Regions from separate parts of the Rattus norvegicus genome. Here region 1 is linked to region 2. Evidence: chromatin contacts called from public Hi-C data. All regions are on one chromosome and are shown on one strand. The core of a region is the stretch at or near the end of the contact, and the rest is flanking DNA. Distances in the headings are between cores, read along the strand shown. Region 1 holds the start of Tfap2e (transcription factor AP-2 epsilon). Region 2 holds the start of C5h1orf216 (similar to human chromosome 1 open reading frame 216).

Region 1 (3,854 bases), core at 105-2,604, 130 kb after region 2:
GCCTGCAAATAGAAGAGGATGGCAGTGAGGGCCCGGATGGACCTAGTCGCCTAGTCGTCCGGCTGTCCCTAGTCTATGTCTGCTCCGACCTATGAGTACCACCGGCTGCCTGAGGCGGCTACCGGGGACAGGCGTAATCGGGAATCGCCTGGGCTCAGCACCATCTGCGTCCAAGCAGCAGCCCAGCCTGGACGATTACCAACTCCTGCGGATAGACAACTCCTGCGCCTCTCCTAACCCCTGCCCGGATTGTCCCGGCGGACTGGGACTGAGTATGGATACCCACTGTGGTTCAAGCCCACAGTGAGGAGAGAAAGAAGTGATTCCACGAGGGTCGCTGCCACTCAGGCACGGCAAACACTCAGATCGAAGCCACCTTTTGGCTAGACAGCATCTAACCGAGGACTCCCTGTCGGAGGCAGAGATGGAAAGTTGCGCCTTGGAGAACAGTCGGGCTCCTGCTTTTGTTACTTTTTTGCTTCCAGCCAGGATGCTAAATCCCTGCCCATTCGGATCCACCGTGGCTCACTCTGGACTCACCTGCAGTTCCTCCAGACCGGGCGGCGCCGCCAGCCCGGGGAGACCAAGGGGAGCATCTGCCAGGCCGTGCGCGCCGTCGGCCAGGCTGTGCAGGAGCCGGGGCACTGCGGCGGCGTAGTCTCGGCGCGGGTCGAGACCCAGAGCGCGGGCGGGCGGCGCCAGCAAGCCCGGCGGCTCGTCGTGGGCCCGGGCGGCCGCGCGGGGTGCGGCCCAGGCGGCCTGCGGGGGCTGTGGCTGGGCCAGGGGCGCTAGGCCGCCGTAGGGGTCCGGGGCCAGGTGCGGAAAGGCGGCGGCGGCGTCCGGGCCCTGGCCGTAGGGCAGCTGCGCCTGCGGGTAGGGTGGCGGGAAGTAGGGAGGGTGATAGTCCGTGGTGGCAGAGGCGGCGGGAGTGTGACACAGTGGCGGCGCGGGCCCGTAGGCCGCCTGGGGCAGAGACGACAGGCGGGTCCCGCCAGCCGCTGCGCACAGCCCGTCGGGGCGCTCCTGCAGAAGAGGAGGCGTGCGTTAGGGGACCCATGAGGAGCCGAAAAGTCACCAGCCAGCCCGCGAGGTCCCCTCCAGCTCGCGGGTGTCCTGCAGCTGTCCACCGGCGAGTGCCCCGCGGGCACAGCGGCCCCAGGCTGGAGACCAACCACGGGTCTCCGCCACCAAGTCCTGGCTGCCGAGAAGCCCTGCGGTCCCCTACCTTCGCGATTTCGTTGGCGCAGGGGGCAGGAGGTTTGGAAGATCCAGCAGCCAGGCTCCTCGATGCCCTCTGCCCAGTGTGCCCGGGACCCGAGATTACTCACCATGGCGGAGTATGTGTGCACCAACATGGGGCGGGTAGTGTGGGGCGTGAGGCGTGGCGGAGACACAGCCCTCGTCCGACGGCCAGGGGAGAACTGGAGCGGGGAGCCCTCACAGCCCGCGGGGATCACCGCCTGGCAGCTGGGGGTAAGTCTGCGGGGAGTCCAGAGGGTGTGGGGTCCTCAGCGGGGGACGCCCGCGGGTGCGTCCATGGAGATGGGCTGGAGGGAGCTGATGGCCCTTGAAAAAAGTAGGGCAACGGGTGCCCAGCGCCCGCCCTCTGAGCTCAGCCCGCTCCATGCAGTCTAGTTATAGTGGCGGGGGCGCGCCGGGCCTCTGGGGGCGCGCATTAAAGAGACAAGCTATGGCCTATCTCAGCCTTTTCCCTTGGCTGTCGAAAGGGAGGCGTGGCTCTGGTGGGAACCGGTGGGGTGAGGAGTGAATGAATTCGAGCCCTGCTGATATGAGCTCCTTCTGGTCTGCAAGCTTGCAGCTGTGGTCAAATGGGATTCAAGGCTGGAATGCAGCTCAGGGGGTCTGTGTTCCGCTCGGGCCTGTACATTTTCTATTTACATTTGCTTATTACATTAATTTATTTAGTGGAGGGGTGGGGGGGCACGCGTGTGCCAGATGCTAGTGTGTAGGTCAGAGGACAACTTGCAGGTGTCAGTTATTTTCTTCCATCCTGTGGGTCCCTAAGGTTCGAACTCAGGTCCTGAGGCTTGGTGGCCAGTGAATTAACCCAATTAACCCCAGTGAATTAATAAACGATCTCGCCACTACCGTTGAAATCTTTTTAAATGAATGCTTAAATGCACGCGTTCACCTTTGAGTTTGAGCAAAGCATTCCTTATTTCTGGTATCAGCTTTCTTCCCTGTTAGATGGCCTTTTCTTTGACCACCCAAGGGTGAATGAGGAAGACACTGGTGAGTGGCAAATTCAAACCCTTCAGCTCATGTGCACACTTGTCAGTGTGTGTGTGTGTGTGTGTGTGTGTGTGTGTGTGTGTGTGTGAGAGAGAGAGAGAGAGAGGGGGAGAGAGAGAGAGAGAGAGAGAGAGAGAGAGAGAGAGAGAGAGAGAGAGAGAGGTTAGCAGTCTCTCCTTCATAGTTTTGGACCAAAAACCACTCTGAAGATGCCTGCTTCTCTCAGACTTTCTGAGCTGGTAACCCTCAATGCCAAGCAAGGATCCTTGGATGTTGAGGACAGAGAGAGTCCGAGTGTGGCATGATTTGCACCTAAGAAGAGGCCAAAATGTTTCTGAAGCCACAGGAGACTGGGCTGGCTGTGACTAACCTGTGACACAGAAATGGTTGGTGTGTAGCCGACACAGGGTGGAAGGGATGTGTTGTGACACTTGTGCACAGTCTATGTATTCGTGTGTCACCATGGTAGGTGCTGTCTCTCTGCGACAGTGTGCCCTAATCGTTACCACCAATTCCTCTCCTTTTCTCCCCCCAAATCAACCATTCTGTCCCAAGAAGCAGAAATGGGGATTACAAAAAGGCAGGTGAGAGAAATCCTAAAGGCAATGAGAACTTCAAAAGCAGAAAGTTTTCTTTTCACGTTGAAAGTGGGGAGGGCGGGGCTGGGGATTTAGCTCAGTGGTAGAGCGCTTGCCTAGCAAGCACAAGGCACTGGGTTCGGTCCCCAGCTCCGAAAAAAAGAAAAAGAAAAGAAAAAAAAAAAAAAAAAAAGAAAGTGGGGAGGGGATAGACACAGTCGCAGTGCTCACTCACCACATACCATGATTATTGAGTTTCCTGACTCACCAATTCCTTTGTCACCCTCATTTTCAAGTGAGGACAAGGCCCATAGAGGTTAGGTGACTTACTGGCCTACAGTCAAACAACTAGTTCTGTGGCAGCCCTTCTCCAGCCTTTCTCTGTGCTCAGGATCATTTCTTTTTCTGTCTCGGACTCAAGCATTCACAATTAAGTCTGACTCCTGAGTGGCTGTGTAATTCTGGGCAAGTCCGGCTTCCTCTCCAAGCTCTGTTTCTGCAACAAAAAGTAAGGGAGGGTGGAGAGGAACCGCTGTTTTCTTCTGTTTCTTTCTAGTGAAGAAAAAGATGAGAAGGTAAAAGTAACACTATTGAGAGATTAGAACAGTAACCTCTGTTCTGGATGACATCCAAGAATGCACATGGCTAGAACAAAGCTCAGCCTGACACACAGGGTTGGGGTTGGGGAGCTGTGAGGAGAGGATGAGGCTAGCCAGCATCTGTGCATGCATCCCTAAGAGTTTCCCACAGGCCAGAACCAGCAGCTAGGGTGGCAGGGGAGGCAGACAGGGGCAGCTGTGCAGCCTTCCTCCTCAGGTCTGTGAGTTTGCGTTTGTTAGCCATGTCTGTGCCCACTTCGCTCATCCTCTACCCTTGACCTCAGTCATGAGACGTCTGAAATTAATCCCAGAGATAGATGTCAGTGCATAGCTCATGAATGGATGGACTCCAGTGGGGAAAGTCCAGAAACCACGATGAGGATGATGCATGGGCCCAGCTTGAGGACCTCTCTGCTCTTCTAAC
Region 2 (3,821 bases), core at 290-2,789:
AGTTTGGGCATCTTTAGGGAAGAATGTTTCTAGTCAGGAACACAGAGATGGTTTTCCTTATGTTTCAGACCCTTTCACCTTCTACATGATGGCGGATTATAGGACCTATCGGCGTCCTGATGCTGACTATCAAGGGCAAATACACTGCTACCGCTTACTGAGTGTTAGGCAGTCCCCTTCTGGGGAGACCTGGCAGACACCACTTCCACTAGAGAGGGCAGTGAGGTCAGACTGAAGGAACAGTCCCATCAAAGTCTCCTTGGTGAACCGATGAGTCGACCAGGGTTGGTTATCAGTCAGGATTCACTCACAGGGCCATCAAAAGCTCAAAGGCAGCTAGGTCACTGAAAACCGGAATCCAGCTAAGTGACCACTCACAAAGTCTGCATCCCTGGAGCTTCCAGCACAACTTGCAGGCAGCTCCACTGAAGAGTCTCTGTTGCCCCAGCAACCCCTTAGGTCACTCACTACCTTGAAGAGGGCCCTCGGGAATCTTCTGGATCTCACAACCCTCCCTCTAATGCTTCAGTTCAGAGTAAATGGCTACACAGTAACAGGGAATGATCAGAATCTAGGGTTACCTCATCACGTTTAGTGTATTAATTCAAGAATCTTTTGATTACCAGTTTGATAAATTCCACTCGGGTTGGATATGGCAAGATATGAACTTCATGGGAAGGCATCAAAACTAGAAACTCAGGAAGCAGAGGCTGGGGCATTAGCCAGCCATGTGTCTTCGTCTCCGTTCCTGGGTGTCCGCTCCAGCGCCGCACATTTTCCCCTATTACACAGGCTTCTTCCAGGTGTCAGGAAATGTGATACTGCAGCCATAGTCTGAAATCCTCCTGTCTAAAGGAAGAACTGTGACTTACCTGGAGTGGGATTCCATTCTTAGTTACACACGCACACACAGAGACACTAACACATATACATAAATAAAAAATAAAATCTTTAAAACTGGCTGCAGGTGATGGAGCGCGCCTTTAATCCCAGCCCTTGGGAGGCAGAGGCAGGCGGATCTCACTGTGCGTTGGAGGCCAACTTGTTCTACGTAGTGCTTTCCAGGACAGCCAGGGTTTCATAATGAGACTCTGTCTCAAAACAACAAACAAAACAATAACATCCGCATAGCTGTCACTAAGTGCGTTTCATCAAATAGGTATAGTACAGTGAAGGGACTTAAAAACAAACAAACAAAACAGGTCTAGGAGTCAGCAAGGATCCTAAAAGTAAATGGGGATGAACAGTTCAGCAGAAAACGTGACGAGCTGGAGCAGGGAAAGGACCGCAGCGAGTGCTGCAGCAGGATGGGACGTGCACCGCGGCCTCGCCAATTTCCTAGCCACTGAGAAACCCAGGAAGGAGTTATTTCGTCGCTATGTCTACAGCAGGAAAAACGATGGATCGGTGGCGCCTAGCCAGAGTGGTTAGGAGATGACACCGGACCTAGAAGGCTCTCGGGTCAAGCCGCGGGAGGAGGCAGTTCCTGCGCGGAGAACCGAACCGGCCCACGTGAGTCAGGCCGCCCCGCCCAGCCGCGCAGACGCCGCTGGACTCCGCAGTCCGGGCTGGGGCTGGGACGGCTGTGCCAGGACCAGGCAGCCGCGCCACCGCGCGTGCACGCGCAGGTCCAGGACCCACCCCCAGCCTCTACAGCGAGCAGGCCCCGAGGAACCATAGCAAACCCCGCAGGAGCGGGCGCCTCTAGGCCGTGAGTCCGGGCCCTGATGGAGTGCTTGGGGCCCAGCCGCCTGAGGGTGGATTGGGGAGCTGCCTCTGCAGAGATCAGGGTCACTGTGCTCTCTGTCCCCTGTGAGGCTGCCAATCCCCGTGCTACAGTCCCCTCCCTTACCCCTACACTATAGATTAGCTGGGAGGAGAGGGGGATCCTGATCTTGGGATGTCTGGATTCATTTCACTGACTTTTTGAGCCTGGATGCTTAACCCCACTGTCACCCCACCCCACCCCAACTTTCTTTGTAAGCCTGGCCAAATTTAGGAAATTTTTTTTTTTTATTCTTTTTTTCGGAGCTGGGGACCGAACCCAGGGCCTTGCGCTTCCTAGGTAAGCGCTCTACCACTGAGCTAAATCCCCAGCCCCTAGGAAATTTTTAAAATAGAGTATGTATGTGTGTATGGGGCGGGGGGGGATTGGGGGTGTCTTCAGGCCTTTTCTTACAAGCCAAAGGGGTGGAAACATCTGTCCCAACCTCAGTCTCCATGACTTCTGCCTATTGCTGGGTGTGGGGAGGCTCCCTGCCACCTATAGGGGAACCTTCCTAGTGGCTGCTTGATTGACTTAATGGTATGTTTCACTCATGAGGCCTCAGTTCTTCCTTCTGGTCATAGACGTGTGGTCAATGGAACGTCTTGTCAGTTCATACTCAAAAGCGATTATTAGGGAAGAGAGAGAGGGAGAAAATCAGCATGGAGCAAACTGAGTCCCATGAACATGTACCAGGAGCACTAGAGGGGAAGGGACAGACTTGCAAGAGAGGCTTGTCATTGTGGGTTCAGGAGACAGGGGTTCCTTAGTGTGGAGGAGGAGAAAGAGACCAGCGCTTCAAGCCCTGGGTCTCTGCTGTAGCCGCCTTCTGGCATTATTACTGTCTTCCTAAGAACAGGAGCCCCACGGTAGCCCCTTAGTCACTCTCTGCAGGTAATTACTGATACCTGCTATGGCTGGCTGGGTTTGCTCTAGAGCAGAGGTTCTCAACCTTCCTAACACTGCGACCCTTTAAGACAGCTCCTCATACTGTGGTGACCCCCAAGTAGTAACTTGTTGCTACTTCCTTTTTGTTTGTTTGTGTTTGTTTTTGTTTTTCCGGACAGGGTTTCTCTCTGTAGCTCTGGCTGTCCTGGAACTCGCTCTCTCTGTAGACCAGCCTGGTGGTAGAACTCATGAGATCCACTTGCCTCTGGGCTCAAGCACTGGGATTAAAGGCGTACATCACCACCGCCCAGCTTCTGTTCCTACTTAGTAACTGTAATTTTGCTACTGTTATAAATCGTCATGGAAATGTGGTTCTCTTATGGAATATATCTGTCCATATCTATACATCTACATACATGTAGACATATGTTCCTTTTGAAAGTATAATTTGTTATTTAGCTGAACGTCTTTTTAAAAAACATTAGCATATCTGTGTATGCACACGTGCATGTGGGTGAACAAATTGGCCAGAAGACGAGGTTGGGATGAAGCTAGCCATACAGGCAGTTGTGAACCACCTGACTTGGGTGCTAGGAATGGGACATAGATCCTCTGGAAGAGCAGCCAGTCCATTTAACTGCTGAGCCTTCTCTCCAACCCAAGTTTGTATTTTTAGTTGGAGGAGGGTCAGTGGAATGGCTGTGACAATCACTTGGGTCAAAATGACCAGAGCTAAAGGAGAGTTTGACAAGATGTGGACAGTGAGGTGGCCATGGGAGGAGGGTGAGTAGTCCAGGTCCTCCTAGGCATCTGGGTGGCTAGACTCAGCAGAGTGTCCTGCCAGAGGACGCTGCAAGGAGAGCTGTCTGGATGTGTAGAATTTGAAGAACCGGCGGTAGGTCACAAGGTTGAGTAGGGGTTGAATCTGGGCTGGACACGGATCTGAGAGTTGCTTACACATGATGGTTCTCGAAGCTGTAACAGGATGAAGTGACCTGGGGAGAAGTTTGTAGAATGACGAGATGGGCAGCCTTAAAGGGAAACCCCGCTCTGTGAAAGCCACGAGGAGGTTACTGGGCTCAAGGTTGTCATTCCATCCTCTCCTGCTGTGACTCATTCTTCTGCTTCTCCTTCACAGTCCAGATGTTTGCTGCTATCCAGCCAGGAC

The links. Hi-C and Micro-C count contacts between places; a contact is called where the count stands out from the background.
Region 1: a Hi-C map of psoas muscle shows a contact between it and region 2, with 4 times the contacts expected there. The contact joins the promoter of Tfap2e here to the promoter of C5h1orf216 in region 2. A contact is called at or near these places in 10 of 12 Hi-C or Micro-C datasets (the A7r5 cell line, Schwann cells, frontal cortex and 6 more) and 1 of 1 datasets of contacts at active chromatin or transcription factors (oligodendrocytes).

Annotation. Positions count from the first base shown.
Region 1 is chr5:144,313,264-144,317,117 of GRCr8, forward strand. Tfap2e (transcription factor AP-2 epsilon) reads right to left here and starts at 1,355. Exons shown (of 7, transcript NM_001191764.1): 1 at 1,329-1,355; 2 at 541-1,023; 3 at 1-2. The coding sequence starts at 1,355.
Region 2 is chr5:144,183,542-144,187,362 of GRCr8, forward strand. It overlaps C5h1orf216 (similar to human chromosome 1 open reading frame 216), which reads left to right and starts at 1,540. Exons shown (of 2, transcript NM_001107981.3): 1 at 1,540-1,711; 2 at 3,792-3,821. The coding sequence starts at 3,797.